Regions from separate parts of the Mus musculus genome. Here all the other regions are linked to region 2. Evidence: chromatin contacts called from public Hi-C and promoter capture Hi-C data. All regions are on one chromosome and are shown on one strand. Each heading gives the region's core, a stretch centred on a gene start, on an enhancer-like site or on the middle of the called end of the contact. The rest is flanking DNA. Distances are from core to core; before and after follow the strand shown. Region 1 overlaps Stat5b (signal transducer and activator of transcription 5B). Region 2 holds the start of Stat5a (signal transducer and activator of transcription 5A). Region 3 overlaps Stat3 (signal transducer and activator of transcription 3).

Region 1 (3,248 bases), core at 632-3,131, 42 kb before region 2:
CTCTGGGTAGCCCAGGCTTGCCTCTGGCACTGGACTCATTATGTAGTTCAATACCTGCTCCTCCTGCTCCACCTCCTGTGTACTGAGATTATAGGTGTGTTCTGTTACTCTAGTTCTGGGGGTCAATTTGTGCCTGTTAGTCGAGAGCTCTACCAACTGAGGCACACTCCCAGCCCCAAGCAGAAGCGTTTGCAAACAAAGCCATTACTCTGAAGGTTTTCAGAACACCAGAGACTGTTTTGCTGTAACTTCCCTGGCGGAAAGCAGGCTCTCTTGCTGGAAGCTTCCAGCGAAACTCTGCCAATGGACTGAACAAATTCTGGCTTGAGGAGAGATGAGGGTTTAAAACACTCACAGAGAGATATGGTTTGCCAGGTTAGTTTTTACTATTCGGAGTTTCTATAACTTCTGAGTTGTGTGTGTGTGTGTGTGTAAGTATGTAACACAGAGCCTGAGTGTGGTCAGCCCCTGAGGAGAGCCAATGATTCTTTCACACTTACACTTAGCACTTCCTTCTCCCCACCTCCATCTTCACCCCACCAACAAGCTTTTCCAAACTTCATCTGATTGATGAGCAGCTCCTGCTATCCTCCTGCTTCCTAATGCTCCACAGGACAAAAGTTACCTTCCTTTAAGAATAAGGTATTCTTTTTCTTATTTTTATTGCATTTGTGTGCGCACGCGTATGCACGTGTGTGCGCACACACCATAGCACGCCTTTGGCAGTTAGAGAATAACTTGTAGGGGGTTTGTTCTCCTACTGTGTGTTGTGCTGGGGATCAAACTCAGGATGTCAGGCTTGGTGGCAATCATCATTATCCACTGAGTCATTTTGCTGGCCCTAATACTCTTCTTCCTTCCTTCCTCCCTCCCTTCCTCCCTTCTTTCATTCCTTCCTTCCCTTTTTATGTATAGATCACATTATAGATGGCTATGAACCTCCCTGTGGTGGCTGGGACTTGAACTCAGGATCTGTGGAGGAGCAGCCAGTGCTCTTAATTGCTAAGTCATCTCTCCAGTCCCAGATACTCTGATTTCTTAATCAGTCCCGCTGACACAAGGGCTTTACAGACAAGAACCTATGGAAGGGTGGGGCAGGGGCACTGTGAGTCCTGTTCCCCCAACTCAGAAGGAGAACACTGAAAACTGTGGAGGACAAACTTCCTGAACTACACTGTGATTCTACAATAGGCAAATTCAGAGCCACAGAAAAGAGTGAGGTTGAACTTTTGGGGAAGCGAGGAAGTGAGGAAAACACATTAAGGCTGGGCTGGACAGTGGTAATGGACTACAACGCCCGGGAGACTGAATTCTGGACATTTTAGAATGTTGATGGGGCCAGGGAAATGGCTCTCAGGTAAAAGCATTGGTCATTCAAGTCTGATGACCTGAGTTTGACCCCTGAAACCCATAGTGGAGTGAAGAGCAAACATCCATTAGCTGTCATCTGACCTCCACAAGCATGCCATGGTACAGACAGACAGACACACACACCCCAAACTAAATAAAAAGGTGAATTTTATAACACGTGATTCTATCTCAATAAAGCTGTAACTGAAAAAGAGAAAAAAGCTAGGCCTGGTGGCACATGCCCTTAATGCCATTACCAAGATGACCCCATCTCTCAGTGCCAAGAGGCCCTGACTGTGCAGTGCCCTGTTGCCACTGCCCAGCACCGCCTGTGTCCTGAGAACTTGTGGTGAGTTGTCATGTCACCCTCTGTGCTTGTGCACACGTTGTCACACTTAATAATTTAAAGAGAGAGGAGAAACCCAGTGTTGGGAGACTCTGGTTTTAGCAAAGGCTAGGGACAGTTGGCAGATGGACTCAATGGATAAACATTGGTTCTGATCTGAAAAGTTCCAGGCAAGGTGCCAGCATTGCAAATGGTTAAACCTCCCAGCACCCGCTGAGAACTGAGGGATCCTGGGAGGGGGATAAGGGACCAGGTCTCTGGTCATGTGGATGCTCTCACTGTCAATGTCAACATCATTACTGTGTTGAGTGGTCACCGAATACAAGGACTTTGAGAGACAGAAAATATGAAACACAGTGTTAGAAGATTAAGACTGTGTTCATACTGGCCTGACCGAGCAAGGTTAGGGTAAATGACCACATCTAAAAGTAGGTCAATACTAGCACCATCTGCCCTTTAAACAAAACAAAACAAAACAAAACAACCTAACCACTAGCTTATAAGCAACCAGAAAGAAGATTCTCTTTCAGGGGAGAAAAAAAAAATCATAAGCCCATGAGAAGGGAACAGGAGTGAAAGTGGCCCACAAAGAAACAAAAAAGGAAAAAATTTGCCCGGGCAACACAGATAATAAAATTCTGGGAAGACAGTCATAAATCTTCACCCACCGTGTGTCGCTTTGGGAAGAAGAGAGGTAATGAACAGAAGGACAGGACAGAAGGTAAAAGGGGGGCGCGGGGGTTGGGTGGCTATTTGCTGCGTGCAGAGAGTAAGCACACATCAGTGGATTCTCGCATATTTAAACTTCTCACCTAAATACAACCATGTTTATATTAAAACACGTGCTCCCTCAAAAAGAAAGCAGGCTGGGCTGGGGAGACGGCTCCTGGTTGGCAAAGCACTCACTGTGCTGTCTTTAGGATCTGAGTTCAATTCCCAGGACCCATGTTAAAGAACAGCAGGCACTTGTGCTCCCAGTTCTGGGAAGGCATTCAGAAGGATCCTTGGAGCTTGCTGGCCCCCACAGCTCAGTGGGCAAGCTCCAGGCTCACTGAGATACCCAGTCTCAACTTCCCTAACGCTGCGACCCTTAATATGGTTCCTCATGTTGTGGTGAGCCCCCAACCATAAAACTATTTTTGTGCTATTCCATAACTGTAGTTTTGATACTGTTACGCGTTGTAATATAAATATCGGTGTTTTCTCATGGGCTTTGGTGAAAGGGTCGTTCAACCCCCAGAGAGGTTGAGAACTGCTGCTGTAAAGCAATTGAGGAAGGCACCCAACATTGATCTCTGGCCTCTATAGACTTGTGCACATACATGCGTGCACTTGGACACACACAGAGATACACAGAGACACACACACAGAGACACACACAGAGATACACATACACACAGACACACACAGAGATACATACACAGAGATACAGACACACACACGGAGACACACACACAGATATACACACAGAGACACAGACACACACACAGAGACACACAAAGAGATACACACACAGAGACACAGACACACACACACACAGATACACACAGAC
Region 2 (3,290 bases), core at 416-2,915:
ACAGGTACCAGGTATTTCTGATCTTCTTAACTCCTTTCCCTCCGAATTCAGTTTTCTCCCTTAGAGCTTGATCCCCTAAAACCACCAGGATGCTTTGTGGTGAGAAATAACAGAGACCAAACCAAAGGACTGAAAGCAAAAAACAAACAAACAACAACCCCCCCCCCAAAAAACCCCAAATAAACAACAACCACAACAACAACTACCAAAACCCAAATGTGACACTTCCGGGTAACTGTATTATCTGGAGTCAGAACCACAGACACCTCTGTCACCAACCTAACTCAACAGCCTCCTTCCTCAGCGCCCATCTTGGGAAAGCTGTAAAATTGCCCCACACCCCACCTGCCCAGTGAGTATCTTCGAGATAGCAGAGGCATAGAAAAAGGTAGAATGGAGCAGTGGAAGATGCAACCAGATGAACTGGCAAAACGTCTCAGTGGGTAAAGGCGCTTGCCAAGCAAGTTTGGCAAGCACGGTTGACAGAGAGACATTATTCCATGGTTGTTGTTCCCTCCACAGGAGGGCCACAGCATATGCACACACAATAGTGATAAGAAACAAGAAAATGATGTTTAAAGATACAAGGATTAGGAACCTCAAAACGGCCCAATGAGGAGAGAGCCAGAAGCAAGGCAGGGAGCCAGCTACCTTTGGGTCCTGGTAAGGTCTGGGGACATGAGTGGGTTCTGCAGACTCTCCTACACTTCTGCTGGGTGGCACCTCCCCGCTAGCTTTTGAGTAAGCAGGCCTAACCACCTTCCCAGCAAGCCCAGCCCAGCCCAGCCAGATGTGGGAGCCCCAGACTTCTGTGGGTCCTGGGGGAGGGGTCTGGAGAAGTCAATGCCTGGAAGTGGGTGGGCAGTTCTTGTACCACACCCACTCTCAGGTGTCCAGATGGAGGGCATGACCAGCGTGGTCCTCTGCCTACAGATGTAGCTCAGAGAACTTAGGAAACCTAATGAATCTACTGTCACGTCCACTGTGAAAGACTGGGGGACACAGGTGCCAAGTGGGGTCCACCTACCATGAGGCAATGGGCTTGGATCTGTCACACTGGCTCCAAGAGTCTGGTCAAGTCACTTCCCCTATCTGGCCTTTTATTGTTCCCATTGGTAAAGTCACCTTTAAGGCCACTGGCAGCTTTGCATGTTGATGTTCATCTGGAGCGGAGGGTCTAACTGGCTCCCGGTCAATCCATTGTACAGAGTAGAGGGGAAAGACGGGAAAAGGCTTATGCCTACTCCTCCTGAGCCCCTTACCCTACCTGGTCCTGGCAGAGCATCTGAAGAGCAAGGTCTCTCCCATCCTCTGATCCTCCTTGCAAACCCCCCCCCCCCCTGTTTTCAATTCCTTTCCTCGTGATCCTGCCAAGTAAAGTCACTGTGACCACACACAGAGGGCGGGGACAGCCCAGACATTTCAACTTCTGCAGAAAAGGTTCAGGTTTTCCCCACCTCTAAAGTTGAAAAAAAAAAAAAAAAGAGTAAAAGAGGAGGTCCAAAGACCAGAAAGAAGGATCAGGAACTCGGAATGGAAAGAAAAGATACAAGAAGAAATTAGTAAGAGAGGAAGCCAATTAAAATGATCCCTCCAGGCCACTGGGTCTTGGCCCGGATGGTATTCGAGTAGGCAGCCAGGCTGGCCCCTCCTTTGGTACTGCCCATGCCAACTTCCAGGCAGAGAGGAGGCCCAGAGGAGAGGGAAGCTGGGCAAAGGGGATGGCAGACTTCCAGCCTGGCCTTGTCCAACCCCTGGGCCTTGAGGGGAACTCTTCGGGATGGGGACTATGATCCAGGCAAAGCTCCAGGGAGCAGGTCTGCTGCCCGGCAAAGTCTGCAGGCAGATGTGAAGTTAGAAAGTGCCGGCTACCCCTTCCTGCGCCTGTTTAGAAGGTAGGACCAGCTTCAGGTGTGACCCTTCTAGGTCACTGGATGGACTCCCGAGTGGTTTGTGGGTCACAGTCTGATGATGAGACTGTGATGTGACCACAGTGAGGTCCTGGGCAGGCCCCTTCTCTTCTCTGGATTGACGTTTCTTACCTGCAAAGGTCAGAAGGGGGTGTGGGGGGTTGAAACCTATGATTACCAAGGTCTTTCTTGCTCGGCTTTAAGGGGGAAGGTCATGTGGTGGAAGTCATGCTAGGTGGGAGACCTTAGAAGTAGGCTTGGCTTCTCTGGGATCGCCAGTCCTTCTAAAGTTTTGACTCTGCAGGCATAGAAGCCACATGCACCCTTACCTGAACATGCGCGTGTACACACACACACACACACACACAAAACTTTGTAAATCTAGAGACAGACTAGTTGACTCCAGAGGTAGGAGCCATCTCTAGGTAGATTTTTTTTTCTTTTCTTCCTCCCCCTCTTTTATTTTATTTATTTATTTTTAACAGATGATAAAACTGAGGCCCTAGTTAGGGATTTTCAGAGTTTGGGACTTCCCGGCACCCTCTGGCTGCTCCAGTTCAGCTGTCCCAGGACGCTCCTCCCTCATTCCCCACCCACCCACCCCCGGAGCCGCAGGGGAGCACAGACCGGGAGTCCCAGTGTGTGTGTAGGGAGGGGGCACCCCGCTGTAGGGGCTGTCCTCAGCCCAGCGCCGCCCAGCCTAGTGGTCGGTCTTGTAAGCGGGGCGCCCTGGCGCACTCGCCGGGGCGCCGGTAATCGAGGGCGGAGGCAAGGAGGGAGCGACCGCTGCTGGGAGGGGTGCTGGGGCGAGCTCGCGCGCTGTGTTTGGTCTATCGGAGGCAGCTGACCTTTGAGGAGGAAATCGCTGCTCTCTGCTCCTTCCTGTAGTAACAGCCTCCACCGCCGCCGCCGTCAAGAGCCGTCAGGAGCCGTCAGAAGCCCCGGCCTGGAGCGACAGCCGCAGGCGCTCCGCAGCACCAGGTGGGTGGGTCGCCGTGACTCCGCCCGCGGCGCGTGGACAGAGGATCTAGGCTGCAGCCACGTCCCTGGGATCTAGCACCCTGGAGTCCCCACGGCCTGACACGGGACAGACATCTGTCCCGCCTTCGAATGGGAGCTTCAGAGGGAGCAGGGACAAGGGATCCGTGCAGGCGGCAGCCAGGGGTGGACTCACGCAGTGGACACTGACATTATCACACTCCACTCGGAGCGGGTAGATTCTGGAGTGCAGCCCAGGGCTTCCCCGAAGACAGCGTGGACCCTTAGTCTTCTCTCCCTGACAGCCCCAGACACGTGCCTGGGGAGACCTGCACCTCCAGTGGCTGTCCCAGCATTGGCCTAACTTTTAGGTTGGAACAGTCTCCCTTCCAAGAAATTGAG
Region 3 (3,188 bases), core at 398-2,897, 57 kb after region 2:
TGTGCTTTAATAACCAGCTCTCAGAAGCCAGAACACAAAAAGTGATCTACCAACAGTTTGAATGCCAAGTACCATCCTGGGCACCAGAGTAGAAGTCAAGTCATTGCTCCAGTGGATGGGTTAGAGTATGACACAAGCTTGCTGCTCTGCTGGCTTTCATGAGGCTGAGGTGGGCAGAACATCATTGCAAATGTTCAGAGGAAAGATAAAGTGTGTGTGAACCTTTGAATGAGAATGCTGCTCATATGTTTGAATGCTTGCCCATCAGTTAGTGGAAGCGTTTGGGAAGGATTAGGAGGTGTGGCCTGCTGGAGGTTTGTCACTGTAAGCCCATATCAGGCCTTATCTTTCTCTGCCTGCTACTGTGAGGATATAAAGTTCTCAGCTACTGTCCCTTGCCAGACTGCTTCCTGTCATGATGAGCAGTGCTTAACCGTCTAAAACTGTACGCAAGCCCCAAATTAAATGCTTTCTTTAGTAAGAGCTGTTTTGGTCATGGGTCTCTTCACAGCCACAGAACAGTAACTAAGATGCTGTGACCCTATTTTCTTCTGTTTTAAGAGATTTATTATTTTATGTATATAAAAGTTTTGCTTACATATTATATATGTGCAGTGTGTGTGTTTGTGTGTGTACCAGCAGAGGCCAGACACGAGCGCTGAATTTCCTGAAAGTAGAGTTACAGTTGGATGATGAATGGCCATGAGGGTGCTAGAAACTGAACTTGTGTTCTTTGTAAGAGCAGTCAGTGCTCTCAACTAACAAGCTATCTCTCTAGTCCCTGATGATCCTAGTTTCTATAGCTCAAGAGAAAAGGAAAATGAAACAGCATGTCACCAAATCCTTCTAGACTTTTCCAAACAGCAATTTCTTAGCCCTGTGGGGAATAACCTACCAACAGTAAGTCATAAGGAAAATAATTTCAGTCTAATAAGGAACTTCTTAATAGAAAAATTATCATTAAAGTAACAGTCCTCATTTGTATAGTTCAGTCTAAAGAAACTAGGGGAACCACAGGAGACCACAGATAGAAGGGATTTAATCACACAACTTCCTAAACTCTCTAAGACATGTATGAACATAAATGAACCAGTAAACCTAAAATGGAGGATGAAGAGAGGGACAAAATGCAAATGCAAATAAAAATCCACAACAGAAAGTGATACAGAGACATTTCTGAAGCGAGTGTAATGGGACTCACCCTTAATCCCAGCATTCGGAAGGAAGAAACAGCAGGCTCAGGAGTTTAAAGTCTGCCTCAGCTACATAATAAGTTCAGTGCCCACCTGAGCTAAGTGGGACTCTATCTTTAAAAGAGGACAATTCCTGTTCAATTTCACAGTGTGTCAAAAAGCCTTCTTTGGGGCCATATATGTAGCTCGGGCTGACCTGAAATTGGATATGTAGAGCAGACTGGCCTCAACATCAAGAGATCTGCCTGCCTGGCCTCCTGGGTACTAGGATTAAAGGTGTGATTCACCACTTCCTCTTCACTTCCAGCATGAAAGTCAGGAAAAAGGGGGGTAGGGGAAGGAGACAGAGAGAACACAAAACAAATAATGCACTGACCTATTCCTATGTACTGTGATGCGGAATACTGGCCCCAGGGTCGGTTGCCCCAGGGATGAGGAAATCCTCAAACACACCAAGTCATGTTATGCAACTTTGCTCCTTAGTTTAAAACTATTGGTTGACTAAGACACCTACAGCCTATAGCTGGGCAGAAGAGAGGTGGGTAGAATTTTGGTTTCTGGGCTTGGGGTCAGAGAAAGGACCATGAAAGGGAAGAGAGAGAAGGTGGAGAGAGGAAGACACCATGGGGTAAGAGATTGTGAGATCTGGCCATGAGGGCTGGCCAGTGGAGTAAGAGCGGCTCAAGTGGAACACGGCAAGTCATAGCTCAGGGTTATTTGCCTGAAAGTAGACAAAATAGACACAGAGAGATGATATCTGCTCAGCTTTAGTGTTGTTTAAGGCTTATTATAAATATAAAAGTTTTGGGTCTTTTATCTGGGAACTAAATGATCTAAGGTGGGGTAGAAACCCCCAATTGAGATTAAATATTTACTACAAAAATCCATAACTGATATGGGATATGCACCATATTTGATTTCAAATATTGTAGATAAAAGGAGCCAGAAGACAGCAAACCTTTAGATTGACACAGCCAGACGTGCTTTGTCAACCACTAAGTCGACGGTCAGAGCTGCCTCTAGCTCTAGAAAAAAGGAAAAGGACTCAGTTTGTGCGTAAGGTCACCTCCCCAGGCTGTGACCCTTCCACTCTCTCTACAAGGCTTGACTGCTGAATAGGCCTCCTCTTCAGCACAACAGGGACTACCCCGCCTCGGAAGGATGGTACTAAACTTAAGTGACGTCACAGGTGAACAGTAGTTGCTCCTTCTGAGTCTTTGACCCTCTCATTTAACAGGAATTCCATTTCTCAGTGCCTCAGGAAGCCAAAGAGCAAACAGTTCATCCAATTCCCTAGGTGTTATCAGAGACAACCACAGAGCTTTCCCTGATATGGAGAAGCACGTGCATTATAATGGACCCTGCTGTCATATCCTGGGGGTGGGGTGGGGGGAATTAGCATCTGGTGACCCTACCTCAGGACAGATGTCTGAAGATGATCAAATCTCTCCACACATATTTTGCACAGGATAGCTCTAGGCCTAATAACACTAAAGATGAAAATGCATGCTTTCAATTCCTATCCTTAGAGCTTAGATATGGGAAGATCAGTTTAAGGACATCCTTCCACTAAATGGTGAGTTTGAAGCCAACCTGGACTATGCTAGACCCTGTCTTAAAACCACCACCAGCAGCATACAATGAAAAACCCACTAAGTACTATTCAAAATAAAAAGATGAATGTCAACAAGAGCCTTGGTTGAAGAACAATCCAAAAGCTAGAGGTGTAGCTGAGTTAGTGAAGAGATTCCCTAGCACGTACGAGGCCCTGGGTTCCACTGCCAACACCACATAAAACCAGGCATGGCATGGAGATGTGCACACGCAAGCACTCGGGAGGTGGAGGCAAAAGCATCAGAAGTTCAAGGTCATCCTTATTATACAGTGAATTTGAAGATAGCCTGGGCTACATGAGACCCTGTCTTCAAAAAAAAAAAAAAAAAAAAAAAAAAAAGAAGGAAGAAAGAAAAGAAGAAAACCAGTATCTATAGCTGA

The links. Promoter capture Hi-C pulls out the DNA fragments that hold promoters and counts their contacts. A called contact is a pair of places that touch in the nucleus more often than the background predicts.
Region 1: a contact with region 2 is called in a Hi-C map of bone marrow-derived macrophages, with 91 read pairs. The contact joins the enhancer-like site here to the promoter of Stat5a in region 2. A contact is called at or near these places in 18 of 39 promoter capture datasets (the 3T3-L1 cell line, 3T3-L1-derived adipocytes, the C10 cell line and 10 more), 1 of 15 datasets of contacts at CTCF or cohesin (CD8 T cells), 61 of 484 Hi-C or Micro-C datasets (B cells, CD4 T cells, CD4 single positive thymocytes and 36 more), 26 of 115 datasets of contacts at active chromatin or transcription factors (the 230-238 cell line, CD8 T cells, the HPC-7 cell line and 15 more) and 6 of 9 other capture datasets (adipose tissue, bone marrow-derived macrophages, embryonic stem cells and 3 more).
Region 3: a promoter capture Hi-C map of erythroid cells shows a contact between it and region 2, with 3 times the contacts expected there. The contact joins the enhancer-like site here to the promoter of Stat5a in region 2. A contact is called at or near these places in 2 of 39 promoter capture datasets (embryonic stem cells and erythroid cells), 1 of 15 datasets of contacts at CTCF or cohesin (CD8 T cells), 1 of 484 Hi-C or Micro-C datasets (bone marrow-derived macrophages), 8 of 115 datasets of contacts at active chromatin or transcription factors (CD8 T cells, bone marrow-derived macrophages, embryonic fibroblasts and 3 more) and 3 of 9 other capture datasets (adipose tissue, liver and pancreatic islet).

The regions. Positions count from the first base shown.
Region 1 is chr11:100,815,095-100,818,342 of GRCm38.p6, forward strand. The region is part of intron 1 of Stat5b (signal transducer and activator of transcription 5B); the gene reads right to left. Among named protein-coding and RNA genes, the nearest start is that of Stat5b, 34 kb to the right of the region's middle. Within about 2 kb of position 1,882, at least 19 of the 459 cell types and tissues checked have an H3K27ac peak or open chromatin away from gene starts, as enhancers often do. A contact at or near this core is called in the G1E-ER4 cell line, bone marrow-derived macrophages, liver and 3 more, where this site is marked.
Region 2 is chr11:100,857,686-100,860,975 of GRCm38.p6, forward strand. It overlaps Stat5a (signal transducer and activator of transcription 5A), which reads left to right and starts at 1,666. Exons shown (of 20, transcript NM_011488.3): 1 at 1,666-1,895; 2 at 2,799-2,891. It also overlaps a transcript of Stat5b not described here.
Region 3 is chr11:100,914,989-100,918,176 of GRCm38.p6, forward strand. The region is part of intron 1 of Stat3 (signal transducer and activator of transcription 3); the gene reads right to left. Among named protein-coding and RNA genes, the nearest start is that of Gm46295, 22 kb to the right of the region's middle. Within about 2 kb of position 1,648, at least 20 of the 459 cell types and tissues checked have an H3K27ac peak or open chromatin away from gene starts, as enhancers often do. A contact at or near this core is called in erythroid cells and liver, where this site is marked.